3 separate regions of the Mus musculus genome follow, and all the other regions are linked to region 2. The links are chromatin contacts, called in public Hi-C maps. All regions are on one chromosome and are shown on one strand. Each heading gives the region's core, a stretch centred on a gene start, on an enhancer-like site or on the middle of the called end of the contact. The rest is flanking DNA. Distances are from core to core; before and after follow the strand shown. Region 1 has its middle 150 kb from the start of Gm32727. Region 2 has its middle 100 kb from the start of Gm24502. Region 3 overlaps Pdgfra (platelet derived growth factor receptor, alpha polypeptide).

What was found. A called contact is a pair of places that touch in the nucleus more often than the background predicts.
Region 1: a Hi-C map of the G1E-ER4 cell line shows a contact between it and region 2, with 2.2 times the contacts expected there. The contact joins two enhancer-like sites. A contact is called at or near these places in 5 of 484 Hi-C or Micro-C datasets (the G1E-ER4 cell line, the HL-1 cell line, the HPC-7 cell line and 2 more), 6 of 115 datasets of contacts at active chromatin or transcription factors (acute myeloid leukemia, bone marrow-derived macrophages, embryonic stem cells and 2 more) and 1 of 9 other capture datasets (embryonic stem cells).
Region 3: a contact with region 2 is called in a Hi-C map of the HPC-7 cell line, with 3 times the contacts expected there. The contact joins two enhancer-like sites. A contact is called at or near these places in 5 of 484 Hi-C or Micro-C datasets (the G1E-ER4 cell line, the HPC-7 cell line, embryonic stem cells and 1 more) and 1 of 9 other capture datasets (embryonic stem cells).

What each region holds. Positions count from the first base shown.
Region 1 is chr5:75,829,067-75,832,268 of GRCm38.p6, reverse strand. No RefSeq gene overlaps it. Among named protein-coding and RNA genes, the nearest start is that of Gm32727, 150 kb to the left of the region's middle. Within about 2 kb of position 1,753, at least 59 of the 459 cell types and tissues checked have an H3K27ac peak or open chromatin away from gene starts, as enhancers often do. A contact at or near this core is called in the G1E-ER4 cell line and the HPC-7 cell line, where this site is marked.
Region 2 is chr5:75,458,790-75,461,907 of GRCm38.p6, reverse strand. No RefSeq gene overlaps it. Among named protein-coding and RNA genes, the nearest start is that of Gm24502, 100 kb to the left of the region's middle. Within about 2 kb of position 1,312, at least 33 of the 459 cell types and tissues checked have an H3K27ac peak or open chromatin away from gene starts, as enhancers often do. A contact at or near this core is called in the G1E-ER4 cell line and the HPC-7 cell line, where this site is marked.
Region 3 is chr5:75,198,131-75,201,371 of GRCm38.p6, reverse strand. Pdgfra (platelet derived growth factor receptor, alpha polypeptide) reads right to left here. Exons shown (of 23, transcript NM_011058.3): 23 at 3,166-3,241. Among named protein-coding and RNA genes, the nearest start is that of Mir7025, 23 kb to the right of the region's middle. Within about 2 kb of position 1,396, at least 9 of the 459 cell types and tissues checked have an H3K27ac peak or open chromatin away from gene starts, as enhancers often do. A contact at or near this core is called in the HPC-7 cell line, where this site is marked.

The DNA.
Region 1 (3,202 bases), core at 504-3,003, 370 kb before region 2:
ATTAATAAAAATGTGGTTTTTAAAATCACATGAATAATTGCATTAATTCAGTTTTCAGTTGTCATAAATGACCACCTTAAGGGGGCGGCATCTCTGCCAATGGGTTATAGGCACCCTTTGCTTCCTTGGCTATGCAACCTGAGGAAAGTGATGGGTTCTCATAGCTTCCAATCAGAAATGTTTTGAGAATAAAGCCTGCTAACACTTGAAAGCCAGAGTTTGGTGAGATGGAGAGGATCCTTTAAATGCTAAAAGCACAAATTTGCAAGCACCCATGCCAGCTCTGGATTGATTTGCTGGAGCTGACACCATGGGATGCTAAAGCTGTCCCCACTGAGGCCCCCTCCCCCAACCCCATTCATATCAGAGCCAGGGACACAGTAAATGATTGACATTTAAAGTGTCCGGATTTGGGTGTTGTTTTTACACAGTAGTCAAGGCTTCCTTTATTTAAGTCAAGCCCAGTCGTTATTTACGTTCTTATTTTTTGCTAGTAAAAATGGCGCTTGCTGGGGAGATGACTCAGCGGTGAAGTGGTTGCTGAGCAAGTGTAAGGAATGGGTTCAGATCCTCAAGGCTGTGTAAACACTGGGCATGGCTGTACACATCTACAATCCAAGGAAAGGGGGTAACCGGGAGGCTCTGGGGACTCGTGGGCTGCTAGGGTTGTAAATGGTGATCTCTAGATTCAGTGTGAGACCCTAGCCTAAGAACATAAAGTGAACAAGAAACTGAGGAAATATCTCAACATCAACCTCTGGTCTCCATATATAACCACACAGGTGAATAATGCCCCCATCCTCAACACACACACACACACACACACACACAGACATACACATACATATACACAATACACACACACACAGACATACACACAAACACACACACATATATACACACACATAGACACATACACACACATACACACAGACATACACACACAGACATACACACAAAAATAAACACATACCTACACATACACATAGACACACAGACACACACATACAAAAACACACACATATACACACACATAGACACATGCACAACACACTCACAGACACACAGACACATACATATACACACAGACACACACACTCAAAACAACAGATATACACACATACACACTCAGACAGACAGGCAAACACACACATATACACACAGAAACACACATATATACACTTACACACATATACACACAAATAAACACACACAGACACACAGAGAGACAAATACACACAAGACACACAGAGATACATAGAGACATACACAGACACACACAGAGACACATACATACACACATACACACACATACAGACACACAGACACACACATACATACATACATACATACTCACACAGACATACACACACACACACACACTCACATTCACACGACACACAGACACTCAGATACTTACATAGACACACACACACACACACACACACACGCACACACACACTGAAGCTTGGTAGTGTGAGCCTTAAGTTTCACAATCACTCCTGGTGGAGATGAGCACAAGATATGATTTAAAGAACTTGTCTCCAGCACAAGGAGAACATGGTCAGTGTGGAGAATACCTGATGGCATCTGACTTCCAGCCCAGGAGGCAGGTAGAAAGCATGAGGCCTGATGTCAGCCCCCTGGAGAGGAGATGGGGAGGAGGCAGGGGACAAACTAGTAAGGCTGTCTCTGCATCTGCAGCGAGCCTGTGTCTATCAGTCAAGGAGGGACCACGTCCTCAACACAGAGATTCAGCAGGGGATGAAACAGATGGTTCCTGTCACTTGAGGTCTCTCCAAATAAGTAAACCATGCAGTGTGTCAGACACTGACGGCTTCTCTGGAGAAAACCAGTGAAAGGGGGGAGGGGCTGAGAGCACCTGTGGTTTGCCAGTTTAGGAGGGAAGTCCTTCCTGAAAAGATAAGAGTGATTAATGACTCAAAAGCAGGGGGTAGGGAGGAGGGGAAAGAGAGAGGAGGGGAAGAGAGGGGGAGGGGAAGGTAGAAGGGAAGAGGAAGGGGAAGATAGAGGAGGAGATAGAAGGGGGGGTACAAGGAGAGGGAGAATGAGAGAGAAACAATGGTGTGTATGTTGGACACAAAAGTCGAGAGCAAGTGCCAAGGCTCCCAGACAAGAACATTTATGAGTGTTGAGGGAGCAGCAAAGACAGCCAAGTGGCAAACAGGGAGTGACTGGGGGTATTGCAATGGTGGGGCTCTCTGCCTGTGTGGCAGTCTGTGTCAAAGGTTGGCGGCTTAGCTTCACCCTGTTCATAAGTCTACAAGATGGGCATAGCTTGGTGGGGGCAACTTGTCTCTATTCCATGGGACATTAGCTGGGATAGCCTTGGAACGTACATGTTGGCTATAAACTGGAAGCTCTGTGTGGAACTATTAGCTGGGGACCTCCATCCTATCTATGTAGGATGCTCCCCAGGCTAAGACTGCCTTACCCATGGTAGCCATGTCCCAGGGGCAAGTGTTCCACATGACAGGCCACAGAAGCTGCCAGAACCTGTTCGTGAAAGAGGTCATGAAGGCCAGAAAGGGAGGTCTCCTGCCTCTCACTGGGAGGCATGGCAACTAAGTTAAATATCATATTTTAAAACTGTTATAGAGAACACATATCTTTAATACCAGCAGTCAGGAGGCAGAGGCAGCCTGATTTCTTTGAGTTCAAGGCTAGCCTGGTCTACATGGTAAATTAAAGGCCAGCCAAAGCTGAGACCCTGTCTCAAAACCAAACCAAACCAAACCAAACCAAACCAAACCAAACCAAACCAAACCAAACCAAACCCCAAATCTTCTTTCCTGGAACTTTTTGAGCATGGCTGTAATTAAGTGTAGGGTAGGTATTTGCATCCAATGCTCTGCTATCCCCAATATCATTTGGAAAATCTGTCAGGCTGGAGAAGTAGCTTAGCAGTGAACAACACTTGCTGCTTTAGCAGAGGACCCAGGTTCCGTTCCCAGAACCCACATGGCAGCTCACAACTCTCTGTACTTCAGTTCCAGCGGATCCAACACCCTCTTCTGAGCTCTATAGGAATCCAGCATACCTGTAGTGCACAGACATACATGCAGGCAAGCACTTGTATATATAAAATTACAAGTAATTAAATCACTTTAAAATTGACGTAGAGAAGGGAAAAGAAAAAGGGATGCATACACACAAGAGGCTGTCTGTCTAAGGACTGAGC
Region 2 (3,118 bases), core at 63-2,562:
GGACTGTGTGTGCACCGTGGATGGACTGTGTGTGCATAAATGAATACGCTGTGAGATTAAAGCTTGACACACTTGATTATATCAACTTTAAGGACTTCTCAAACAAAAGATAGGATAATAAGGTTCAAACAGAATTAAAAGGAAAAAAAAGATACTGGCAATGTCTGAAAGTCATCAAGGACTAATTTCTAAATTCTAGAATATTCAAGAAACTCCTGCAAAACAAGATTTTTAAAAGGAAAAAAAAATAAGACAAAAATCAGCAAAGCTTTGGGGAAACAGACGAGAGAACAGCAACAGGCAGTTAACGGAAAAAGAAACCCCCGAGCCTAAGAGGCAGAGATAAAGCTGCTGAAGACACTGAAGACAGACCAACTCAGCAGAGAAGATGCCGCTATTACAGAAAGAGAGGACAGTTAATGTCAAGTGCTGAGATGTGGCAATAGGAGCCCGGTCCACTACTGGTGGGACTTTTGACTGGTCCAGCTTGATAAAATCAAGTTAAATTCCCAAGAATTTACAGATCACTGCTCTGCTCCCCCTGGTAGAAATCAGCAGGACTTTGTTACCCAGGGTCATGAAGATCAGGGGTGAGAATGTTTATCGCAGTATATATAAGCTGACCAGAAACAAACCTGTGTGCACGTCACGGGAGAGACAGAAAGGCAAATTTTGTTATGTGAAGTTGATATATGTACAGGTAGATGGGCTACACGGCTAGATTTAACCTCAGGCAGGCCTGCACCTTAAAAACGTAGTGGCAGGCGATGAAGCATGAAGTACAGTAAATCTTATGTGCAGTACATAAAGTGAATTTAAATGTATACATGTATAAAATAAGCATTTTCTGAGAACCCATGCATGAGAAAAGATACATGATATATGCCAGAGCAAGACTGTCCACAGCATTAAAGGAAAAGGGGTAGAAGTGAGGAAGGGGAGAAGCTTGGAGAATCCTTCTTCCTGGGGGAGGACTCTTTGCTCATAGCTCTAATTATTTCTATGGATTGAATTCCTTAAAGCGAGATGACTACTACATCAGGTTATGAGAGGATAGGAAAGCAATGGGATCCTCCCCCCAACTGAAGAGTCTCTCTAGTAGATGGTTTTCATCTTCTGCTTTTGAGCTTAGAACTTGGGGCTGCCTCCCACCCCCACGTCCCAGAGCAGTGACAGCCTTTCCCTGACTGAGCTGAGAGATAAGAAGGCGGCTGTTCTGAGATGCGGTTGCTGATGGGTTGGAGTGGAGTCAGGTCCTGTGTGCCTAGATTATCTCAAGACAACACATTAGCCTGGCACGTTAGAGTCATGGGATCTTGAGCGAATCGAAGGGAGTCCCCACTGCAATCTTCTGAACATACTGGGAAGGTAGGGGAGCCTGGCCTAGGATCTCTCAGCATGGCCGCTGAGTTGCTAAGGGCCAGGCTCTGCAGCTAGCATGTGAGTTAGCATCCTGGTTCCCTCACCTCTGGGCTGAATGACTGCGGTCAGCATTTCATCAATTCCTGTTTCCACACCTCTGCAAGGGGTACATGCAGGTGCCACAGAACAGTTTCTGTGTGCCTGAAGTGAGATCCTATCGGGAGATTGACAGCCAGGAGCCGGGGTGGCATGAGTCTCCTGTGAAGCCTTTTCTTCTTTCTGCCAACTTCAGGGGAAAATGCTTTGCATAGATATACAGGTGGACCTGAGTGTTTCCTGAGAATCCCAACTATGCAAATACCGTGAGTCAGCAGGCAGGAAGGACAGGGGCAAGCCAGTGCACACCCCTGCATCAGGTTCTTTTCTTTTCAACACCAGGAGGGGCCATGATGGCTTGTGTGATTCCAGGTTTAAAGGCCCCAGCTTATCTGAGAAGCACTCAATGCTTGAATCACATCAAAACAAGTTTACAATGTAAAGAAAAACAGATCCTATAACAATGAGCAAATAACCTCTGCCTCTTCCCTAGGAGGCTTGGACACAGCCTTGCTTCAGGTTGGTCTTCCTTGGGCCATAAAAGTATTTGTGTGACTTACTGATTTGAATTTAGTGCCTGCCCAGGGGGTTCCAGTTGATGCTATTGCCCAGCTGGGTCCAGGTGAGGACAGGAGAGTGCCCCTGGAAAAGAGAAGGGGTTAAAATGACCAAGGACTTGTCTGGGAGAAGCTGTGTGTACTTCTGGAACAGGGCCTTCTCTCAGCTGAGAGTTGCCAGCTCTGGTTTCAGGAGGAGACCTGAGACAAAAGGGGGCCTTTGTGAAGGGTGGTGTTTATTTTATACTAGGGTCTGGGATTTGGTTCCTGTTTGGCTTTCTGAGGACTCCTTGTCAGGATTAACGAAGTCCATCCAAACATTTTCAAGGATACAGACTCTAGAAAAAGACACTTGTCCCCAAGCGCTGTTTACTTTAATAATACCCACACAGTTCTTGCCAACTGACCTCAGCACAAAGCCATTCTCCTGCCGATGCCTGGCGAACTTGGACCTCGCAAGTGTGACCTTGATGCTTTTGAACACAGGACCATTTCAGGATGAGCACTGGACAAAAAACCCATAAACAATGCAACTTTAAAGGGAGGTACTTTTATTTATGTATTATTTTATGTATTTATTTATGGTATTTGGTTTTGGCTTTGGGAGACAGGGTTTTTCTATTTAGCCTAGGCTGTCCTGAGAACTCACTCTGTAGACCAGGCTAACCTTGAGCTCGCAGAGATCTGTCTACCTCTGCCTCCTGAGTGCTGGGACTAAAGGCGTGCTCCAGCACTGTGCAGTTATTTACTTATTTTTTAAATTGCAAATCTTTATAGTGTATACTATGCCAGTTCACTATAGGCATACAATGTGTAATGTTCAGATCAGAGAGGCAAGCATTTATGTATCTTTACTATTACCTTATTGATTTATTTTTACGTGTTTATTTTGTGATTTGGGGGCATTCATGCATCAAGACATGGCATGTGGAGGTCAGAGAATAATTTGCACAAATCGATTCTCTGGTTCTACTTTGTGGGTCTGGGGGCTCAAGCTCGGGTCATCAGGCTTGGCTTCAGATGCCTTTACCTGCTGAGCCATCTCACTGGCCCTCAATCTCTAGTTCTTAATCACTCTTCCATATGATAAAGTTCATGTTCCT
Region 3 (3,241 bases), core at 147-2,646, 260 kb after region 2:
AAGTTCTGTGACTCTAGAGAATCCTCAGTAACACACAGGTCTTGGCAAAAGAGATGGCTCATTAGTTAAGAGTGTATTCTGCTCTTGCAGAGGACCCAAGTTCAATTTCCATCCACACTCAATTGAGTGGCTCAAAATGACCTTTGACTTCAGCTCCAGTCACACTCAGCAGCTCACAATGGCCTCTAACCTCAGCATCAGTGGATCCAAGACTTCTGACCTCTGCAGGTACATAGTATACTCACTTACACATACCTACACATGTACACACACCACAACACACACACACACACACACCATACCACACACACACACCAAACACACCATACCACACACACACTAGCGTAAAAATCCCTTTTTTACAAGAGAAATTCTAGACTCTACAATAAGCTGCAAGCAAGCCTGACAGCCTCTGCCCCCAGAGAGAGACACTGCCTTTGTAACTCTAACAGTGCTGTCCTGTGCTGTGGGGGAGGCACTATAGACACAATGCAGCGGTTTTATCGTCTGTAATAATTGCTGAATCCCAGGGCCTAAACCAATGCCCTGCTCAGTACAGTTGAAACCTGGAGGGATAAGTGTGGAAAGAGATATGCAGATGCCTTGGAACTGTCCGGAACTAGAACAAAGATAGCATCTGAAATAGACAAAGCTGCCAGCTCCCAGCCCTCGGCCCCTTGCCTATGTGTATTCCCCACATGCGGAAAAGCTTCAGCTTCATCGGGTGCACTCAGTGAACAGCACTCAGCTAGCAGCACTCAGCGAGCAGCACTCAGCGAGCAGCACTCAGCGAGCAGCACTCAGTGAACAGCACTCAGCGAGCAGCACTCTGGGTTCTTACACTACCTTACACTTCTCATTACTCCAAGCAAGGCGTGTGGTCTCCAACCGCGATGTTCTATCCTGCTGTTCTATGTGATGTAATGGTCCCCTTGGATCATGAGCTGGTTGGAAAAAAGTCTGCAAGCTTCCTCATTTAGGCCTACACATTTTAGAGATCAACTACACAAAGAGGAGTCTGTTCTATAATAAATATTCTTGGAGAGAATTAATTTTAAAAATGGCTTCCTGTGGCTGGCCTAGCACCGTGCTCTCATGGGAAAACCAAACACAGCCTTTTGAGGGAGGAAGAAAAGAGGTGTGATCATCCCAGACTCATGAGGATGCATTCACTCTGGAAGTGGCTCTGTATACACCTGATTCAACCGGGAGCCCGTTGGGAGAGCCAGCTAAACAAAACATGCGTGAGACGACAGAAGAGCCAAGCCCAGGCCCACAAAAGCCTCCTTTTATTTCAGCTTCATCCTGATCAGGCTTCCAACTTACATAGACCAAACCAATCTCCAGCCCAGTCTCTGCAGAGAAAAGCCTGGTTCTGATTCTGTTTGGAGCAGTTCGTGTGAAATGTGATGAAATTCAAAACAGACAGGATGCACAAGCTCCAGGGGGAAGTCATTAATACCCATGAACAATGATGAAGCAAAATGCCATCTGCCGGGCTAATGTGGCAAAGCTTTTAAAAATTCCAATTAGCCTATAAACCAGAATTGGGGCAGGGGAAGCAAATATGTTCCCCTCATCTGTCCTCAACGTCTCCCTCCTCTTTGTATGAATGATGGACCATTACTGGCATATGAACTTAGTTGGGAAGTTATCGCCATTATACTTTAGGACGTGGGTGCTACTCATGTCTCCAGGTGGGACAGGATGCTATAGACAGCTAATTAAGAACACACATATACTTTCACACACATTTTCCTATGAGATGAAACAATTGTCTCTATTATAAACACTGCTACCATTATATGCTGTTGGATTTAGCCTTTATGTGTATTTGGAGTTGAAGATAATGAAACATTTCTGTTGCTGTTATCCTGAGGGAAATTGCCAGGCTTATGATGGATTCTCATAGGGTAGGCCATTTTCCTGAGTTGCTTTTCATGAAGCACGCCACTATTAAAATCACAATGGCCATTATTAGACCTGGTGTATTTCAGCCTGAAAAAGAAAGGCTCTGATTACAAACACATAGAGTAGTTTCTCCAGGCTGAACTTGTCCATCACTTGTCTTTGAAAAATCAAAGGATCCAGGCAAGCTACTTCTGCATGCTGATATTCTCAGTATCTCTTGCTTTCTTTCTGGCTCATCATGCAAATAATAGTGGAATTCATATATTTGGAATTGCTAATCCTAGTGCTATCGTTACATTAGTCTTGGGGTCCTTCGTTTCTACACCTATGAGATGTCTTCCCTGCCTTGGTAGGAATATTTAAAAGCTTATTGCAAGACTCAAAAGAAGTGTAAATGGTACATTTTAGAAGTTTTTAATCCCCTAATTAAAAAAAAAAACGAAAACACTAGAGCAGATAAATTAGACAGGACTGTCTGTTAGAGGACGGAACTGTGTAGCTGCTGTTCAGACAGACATGTTATTATTCCCAGGAATCCAGCTCCTTCCTGGGCTGAACCAAGGTGGAGCCAATACTCAATGAACAGCCTTGTGCTGAAGGATACAGGCCTGGATCTGTAGGCGGTCTCACTCTGAGGTCATTTGGCTATCTGAAATTGGGAGTTATTCTGAAACAGGGGGCCTATTTTCCAATTATTAAGAGAATAATCTGCATTAATTAATTGCACTAATTTATCTGATGAGATACCAGGAGGCTGTCGAATGTGAAGCACATAAACCTGCCTGCACGTAACAGAGGATGCTCAAGCACAGCACAGGTGATGGCGCAGGGATGCAGGCTCATCAGTGTACATGCTGATAGGTTACCATAGAGACGGGGAAGCTACTCGTGTGTGATGCCAACTGGGATATGGGAGATCTCCAGTTTCCACTCAAATGTCCTGTAAGCCGAAAACTGCTTTACTAACTAGTGAGTCTATTCAGAAAAGAAGGAGAGGAGGAGGAGGAGGACGACGAGGAGGGGGAGGAGGGGGAGGAGGGGGAGGAGGAGGAAAAGATGGCCATTGTGCTAGATGTCTATGATACCAGTACTTTGGAGGCTGAAGCAGGAGAATCAGAAAGCCCAATGCCAACCAGAGCTATACAACAAGATCCTGCCTCAAACTAACAACAGGATGAACATTAGAGAGAGGGTTGGGTGGAATTCTGACCAAACTAAAAAACAAAGCGAAAGAAGTGGTAGACCTTCATAACGTTAAGTCATATATAATAAATCATTTATTGAAATATAAAGATCTCCATTTACACTTTTTAAAACAAAACATGAACAG